2 separate regions of the Mus musculus genome follow, and region 1 is linked to region 2. Evidence: chromatin contacts called from public Hi-C data. All regions are on one chromosome and are shown on one strand. Each heading gives the region's core, a stretch centred on a gene start, on an enhancer-like site or on the middle of the called end of the contact. The rest is flanking DNA. Distances are from core to core; before and after follow the strand shown. Region 1 has its middle 24 kb from the start of Ptgr2. Region 2 holds the start of Mideas (mitotic deacetylase associated SANT domain protein).

The links. A called contact is a pair of places that touch in the nucleus more often than the background predicts.
Region 1: a Hi-C map of group 2 innate lymphoid cells shows a contact between it and region 2, with 1.7 times the contacts expected there. The contact joins the enhancer-like site here to the promoter of Mideas in region 2. A contact is called at or near these places in 4 of 39 promoter capture datasets (hematopoietic stem and progenitor cells, hippocampal neurons, pre-B cells and 1 more), 7 of 484 Hi-C or Micro-C datasets (ECoMG myeloid progenitors, the G1E-ER4 cell line, bone marrow-derived macrophages and 4 more), 9 of 115 datasets of contacts at active chromatin or transcription factors (the SCID.adh cell line, bone marrow-derived macrophages, embryonic fibroblasts and 4 more) and 2 of 9 other capture datasets (adipose tissue and pancreatic islet).

What each region holds. Positions count from the first base shown.
Region 1 is chr12:84,259,639-84,262,826 of GRCm38.p6, forward strand. No RefSeq gene overlaps it. Among named protein-coding and RNA genes, the nearest start is that of Ptgr2, 24 kb to the right of the region's middle. Within about 2 kb of position 1,268, at least 7 of the 459 cell types and tissues checked have an H3K27ac peak or open chromatin away from gene starts, as enhancers often do. A contact at or near this core is called in group 2 innate lymphoid cells, where this site is marked.
Region 2 is chr12:84,217,472-84,220,876 of GRCm38.p6, forward strand. Mideas (mitotic deacetylase associated SANT domain protein) reads right to left here and starts at 1,410. Exons shown (of 13, transcript NM_001163501.1): 1 at 1,304-1,410. It overlaps Gm46319 (synapsin-1-like), which reads left to right. Exons shown (of 3, transcript XM_030247050.1): 2 at 679-1,643; 3 at 2,012-2,181. The coding sequence ends at 2,093.

The DNA of each region.
Region 1 (3,188 bases), core at 18-2,517, 42 kb after region 2:
GAGGGTTACTATGTAGCCCTGGATAGTCTAGAACTTGCTACTTAGAGCAGGCTGGCTATAAACTCACAGAGATCTAATCTGTCTCCTGAGTGCTAGGATTAAAGGTCTACGTCATCATGACTGCCTTCTCTCCCCCCTCCCAGGAACCTTTAAGGCATTATTTATTTATATATTTATTTATTCACCTTACCTCCCAATATCAGCCTCCCTTCTCCTCTTAGTACCCCCTTACACAGATTCTCCTCTCATTCACTCCTTTTCTCCTCTAAGAAGGGGCAGGCAGTCTCCCATGTCACACACACACAGACACACACACACACACACACACACACACACACACACGACACATCAAGTCACTGCAGGACTAGGCACATCCTCTTCCACTGAAGCCAGACAAGCCTGCCTATTTTTAACCTTAAAACATTTTTATTTTGAGAGACAGAGACAGAGGCAGAGACAGAGAGAGAGAGAGAGAGAGAGAGAGAGAGAGAGAGAGAGAGAGAATAAGCAGGGGCCAGGCACATATTAGGATGTGCTCTACCACCGAGCTACATCCCAGTCCTAAGTTCTAAGTTTCTTTTTTTTTTTTTTAATATGTCAAAGTACCAGACTTAGGGTCCATTTTCTGAGCCCCAAACAGACAAGGCTATCACAGGAAGCACAGAGCTTGCGCCCACGGCCTGATTTAACTTCCCTCCTCTTCTCTTCCATCAGCAGAGATGGAGATGGAGCTCTGGCACTCGGTCAACCGTAGAAACTTTTACTTCATACATTGATGTCAGAAAGAGTAAAATGGGCAAGGGGTCAGAGGTCAGCCAGCTTGAGAGGCCCTGTTTTTCCTACATTAGATCTTAAGTCTGGACAACAATAATGGACACTCCATGAGAGCCCGTGTGTGCAGTCGTGCCAGGGCAGATGGAGAAGTTCACGTCTCTCCAGGGGACAGTCACACTGCTTGAGAAATCAACAGAAAGAATGTTCTAATGGGCTGGAAGGCCTTTAGCAACCCTCTGTGAAATGCATCCCTGCGTGTGGGACTGGCTGCTGGCGAAAGGAAGGAAACTGAACTGCAGTCCTGTTAATCTCCATTTCTCCCAGGGCAGACACCAGATTTAGACACAGATGCTAAATTTGCAGTCTGTTTAGTTCATTTTCACCTGTGATGGGGGGGGGGGGGCACTTTTGAAACACAATTAGTCAGTCTCTCTGTGTGATGGTTTGCAATATGTTCTGCCCAGGGAGTGGCACTACTAGAGGGTGTGGCCCTGTGGGAGTAGGTGTGTCACTGTAGGTGTGGGCTTTAAGCTCCTCATCCTAGCTGCCTGGAAGCCAGTGTTCTGGTAGCAGCCTTCAGATGAAGATATAGAACTCTCAGCTTCTCTTGAATCATGCCTGCCTGGATGCTGCCATGCTCCCACCTTGATCATAATGGACTGACCCCCTGAATCTGTAAGCCAGCCCCAATTAGCTGTTGTCCTTATAAGAGTTGCCTTGGTCATGATGTCTGTTCACAGCAGTAAAACTCAGTTAGCTAAGACATCCTATTTCCAATTCTGTCTCTTGCCCAACTTATCAAGGTAACTCATGGTTTGTGAGACACCATCATAAGTGAACCAGAGCAGTCGGGGGTAGGGTCAGGGACACCAGTGTAAGAAGAGCTCCCAGGGACCAGAGACTTTGAAGAACTGAAGACAGACTTAAGCAAATGACTTACGGGTAAAACTTTGGGGCTAGAGAACTTTCTACAACTTCTTTCCCAGTTGACTTGAATATTGAAGGAAAGCATTACTATCTGCAAGATTGTTGGAAGTCAGCTCTGTGTTGCTTTTGGTCACAATGTAATACCGTAGATCTTAAGGAAGGAAATGGGGCTCAGATATATTTGGGTCACACTCATGTGCCTCTCTTTATCTTCCTCAGCAGTATCTGATATATAAACATTTATTCTACAAGAATGACTATACAGGATGTATTATTACTGAAGGAATGGGGGTGTAACTCAATGGCAAAGCACTTGCCTCCAATGTTTGAGAACCTGGGATCCATCCCCACCACCAGAAAAATTAAACTGAAAACTTAGAACTTTGGAGACCCCCTCAGGGACTTCTTAGCAAACCTGAAAGAGGCCTGCTGTAGCTCTAAGGCCCACAGCTGCATGGTGGGAGAATCCTCCCTGTACTGTACATGTGCAATAAAGACTTGAGTGTACAGCACTTGTTTAGAAAGTATCCTAAAGAGCCTCAGAGAGAGATGGAGGAATGCAGAGCCAGTAGCTGGTCATACGAAGGGATGGAGTGTGCATATGTGCGTGCGTGTGTGCATGCATGTATGTGTGTGTGTGTGTGTGAGAGAGAGAGAGAGGGGGGGGAGGGAGAGAGAGAGAGAGAGGGAGAGAGAGAGAGAGACACCAGGCCAGCAGCAAATGTGAGGCCAGAAGAGCATCCCAGCTGTTGCTTCTCTTCTGCCTTCCAACATCACTCAGTACTTTCCCTGTAGGCAAACCTTTTTCTTACGTGTGTGCACATGCTTGTGTGAGTGTGTAAGAGTATATGTGCATGAGTGTGTGTGAGTATTGTGAATGTGTGTGTGTGGGCGTGTGCTTGTGTGTTTATGTGTAAGGGGGTGTATGTGAGTGAGTGTGTGTGTGTGAGCATGTGTGTGTATGAGTGTGTCAGTGTGTGTGTGGCAGGTGGTGGGTGTGTTCTGGGAAATAAACTTCCACTGGAGGTGGATGAAGACAATTGTTCTCTGAACCTCAGAGAATAGGATTGTCTGTCCACAGTCAGGCTCCGTTGTCTGTATCTTTGGGCTGCTGCTTCTTAGCCACACTCTGGCAGCATCTGGTACAGTTCTTAAACCAGATGTTCCTGGTGTTTCACACCTTGGAATTGGAAAGATTCTGTGATCTTACCAAGTCCACGTTGGAGGTTCCCTTCTGGGTTGGTATTACCTGGGGGAAACCAAGACTGAGCACCATTTTGTTTTAAACCCTGTGAGCAATATTACAGGTGTCTTGGGCCTGGTAATCTTTTCTATCTCCCTCTGTGACCACATCCTAAGAACTGCCAATAAGCTTCATTAGTAACACACACACACACAAACACACACACACACACACACCACCTTTAACAACAACAATCACAACATAACCCCTCAGGCACAAGCAAGCTCAGGGTTGACAGGTTGAC
Region 2 (3,405 bases), core at 160-2,659:
GACTCTCAGGAGATCAGCAAGCTGTCGGAGGTTAAGGGAGAGGCAAGGAAACAACCATCCAGCAAAAGTTAAAGGGTAAGAAGAATTCGAGAACAGCAGTTCAGGCCCAGATCTGTCCTAAGCATTTGCAATGCAAATCTGCGTTTTGTTCACCACCACCAAGAGCTTGCACAATAGCGTGTGTATAAACATCCACGCCAACAAAGCCTGACTGTGCAATCACGCAGTAATTACAGACCGGCAGAAAGCTGCTGCTAGGGACTGCACTATTCAAGCTCTAGACATCCCATCTCCAACTGTCCACGGCCTGTACACACATTCCTGCACACATCGCCCTGTCCCCGCCGCTGCTACAGCTTCAGGCACAAACCAAGGAGCCCTGGCGCCAGCTGCTGGGCCACGCCAAGACCCCTGCAACTATGCAAAGATGTCATAAACTTCTCAGCTGTTCTTTAAAGACCCAGAAGCACGAGGCTACCGAGGGCGGGCGGCGGGGAACCATCATCAAAGTTCCCAGGCAAACTCCTGCAGCCCTAGCCGTTTTAGAACACAGAAAAGAACAAGATGCCACGGAGTCCACTGGAAGCGGCTTTCTGGGTTTTATATAGAAAACACTCACATATGTACGTGGGTGTGCTGACAGTTTTTATGGCTAAATTGCAAAGTGTTAGGCCTTAGAGAGCTTACTGTTGGGTTCGGGGCTTGGGAGGGAGGGAGGAAAAGTGTAGAGTCGGGAGGGGCTCGTTTCAAGGAGGCCTGGGGGACAACTCGGGTTTTGCTGGTTGGAAATGGATAGGGCTGTTGACCCAAACTTCTGAGTTGCTCTGCTCTTCGTCACTGCAAGGCCGAGCAAACAAAAGTAGAGGGAAAGTTCCTGTAACTTCCTTCCTGAAACCTGGTGGAGGGCGGCGTAGAGGAAGGGAACGTTTCCCGGGGAAACACCGGGAAGGGCTGGAAAAGCAGCTGCACGCAACCCGAAGAGATGGGGCGCGGGGTGTAGGGCTGGCTCCGGTCGCAGGTCCGGGGAGGCCCCTTCCCGGCATCGCTGCGCTCAGGGGTGGCTCCCTGAGAGGGCTAGGCTGCAGCCAGGCCGGTCTAAGTCCCGAGTCAAAACAACCACCTCAGGGGCGCAACACCGGCCGAGATCTCCGCCACCCTGTCCCTCTCCTGCACCCCCACTCCCAGCGTCCCACGACCCGGCCCGCGCCGCCGAACCCCAACGAATTCCGGATCCCCCCTCCCGCCCCGAGCTCCACGTCGGCGCCCCCCACGGCGGGAAGGCCACCAGGCTCCCGCGACTCACCTGCACGCTGGATCCCTGGGCAGCTCCGAGGGGGCGCGGGACGCAATTCGAGCGCGACCAGCAGACTCAAACTTTGTTGCTCTCGGGACGGCGCAGTCGTCACTTCCTCGCCGAGCAGGCGGCGCGGTCCCGGCTGTGACCCAGCAGCTCGCGCGGCGGCGCGCAGGGCTCTGCAGCCTCCTGCCCCGCCCGCGCCCCGGCTCCGCGCGCCTCCGCGCGGCCCCCAGCCAGACCCTCGGTTCCCGGTGCTGCAGCGGCTGTGGAAGCTTCGTCCCTACCCTCACTCTGCTCTTGGGGAAAGTGCGATCGGAGACTTCCTGCTCTCCCTTGAGTCTAAAAGGTGGCGTTGGAGCCTAGGGGCTGAGTTCAAGGGACCCTAGGGGAAAAAGTCCCCCACCTACATTCCTCCTCCCACGCACGCGCGCGCACACATACAGTCGGGAGAGAGGGGAGAGATAATAAAGGTTTTCATTTCATTTGTTATTTGGACTAGAGAGGACATGTGTGAAAGCAGTGTACTATTTCCCTGAATAATGCTAGGCCAAACTCCAATCTCCCGTCCTCATGTCCCTTACAGGTCTGCACAGTTGTCAGTGGCTTTCCCCGGGTGGCACTTGTACACGATGTTACCATGCATTGTATTTCAGGAACTATGTCATCACCCACGTCGGGTCTGGGAAATAGTCGTTCTGTTCCCTTTCTTCTCAGATCCCCACCTCTTCCTTGTGCACTCAAGTCTCAGAATCTCTGGAGCCTGGTGCGTTCGGGTGTCATCATTAGCCAGAAGTGATTTTACAAGGTGGATCCTGGACGCAGGAGCTTCAGGCAATAGTAATTTTGAAGTTTATCACTGCCCAAAATAAATTTTCTCGGCGTATTAAAACTAACATCAACAGAGAGCTGCCTTTTGAGCCTCTGGCGACCAGTAAGAAAGCAGTTACACAGCAGTGCCCAAAGAAAGACTCCTAATTCCCTTAGGTTGGAGAGAGGACTAGGCTAGCCTTTGCTGTGTGTGTGTGTGGGGGGGGGGGGGGGGGGGGGAGGAGACAGCCAAAACTGCAGGGCAAGGTTTTCCTAACAGAAACGTTTAGTGAGGCAGAAGCTTGCTCTGGAAAACAGGGACCCATAAAAGGCCATTCAGAGACGTCCACTTAAGCTGGACAAAATTTTCCCTTTCCCACTTCCAAACTACTCCTACTAACACATTGGCCTGATAATATCTCCCAGACCTCCCATCTCCTCATTGAAGCCCAGAAAGCCCTCTGCTTGAGTACAGGTTTTGTGTCAAAGGTGATGTAAGATTAATGGAAAACAACATGTGGGGATACCCTCACCCCAAGTCTGCTTAATACCTCAAGAGAAGCCACAGGCTCACCCAAAGATGAGAAGCATGTAGACCCTGACCCAAGCTCTCCTGGCAGCGTGAATTCCTTCATCTTGCAGCTACCAGTGCACTGGGGTCTGCCTTTTACCGAGACATTACTATTACATTACAAACACAAAAAGTGCAGTGAATGGAAAATAATATTGTCTTAAGAAGTAAGTATGTTATAGACTTAAGTATAACTCTTTGACATTTTATTATTTCATCATATGATGGAGTGAAGGTATGGCGGAGGTACTCCTCATTTTGATTTTGGAATAGAAGTAATTCCTTACAGCAATGACCAGGCTTCTGAAGAAAACAGTGTTACTCCGTATTTGCTAAGACTGGAATGGAGTATTTTTTTGTTGTTGTTGTTCAGTATTGTAATTCTAAATCCTCTGTGGTAACTTCATGAATATTCAGTGTTTCTGCATGCCCAGGAGTAATTAGCAGAGCCCACAATGTGTGAAGGCCTGACATTCACATCAGCACATACACAATGCTTTGTCCTTGCCTAGTGTGGCATTTGCTGGAAGTCTCAGGACCCTGTGTGGAGGATGTGGTAGACAGCTCCCTGCCAATGATCTCTGCCGCCTGGCGTTCACACCCTTACACAAGCTCTCGTCCCTAACTCTACTGACTCAGTTCTAACAAACAGAATACGGCAAAAGAAATGTGATGTCATCTGTGAGACTGGGTTATAGAGAAAGCTATGGCTTGCAGCTTGGGTTGTCTC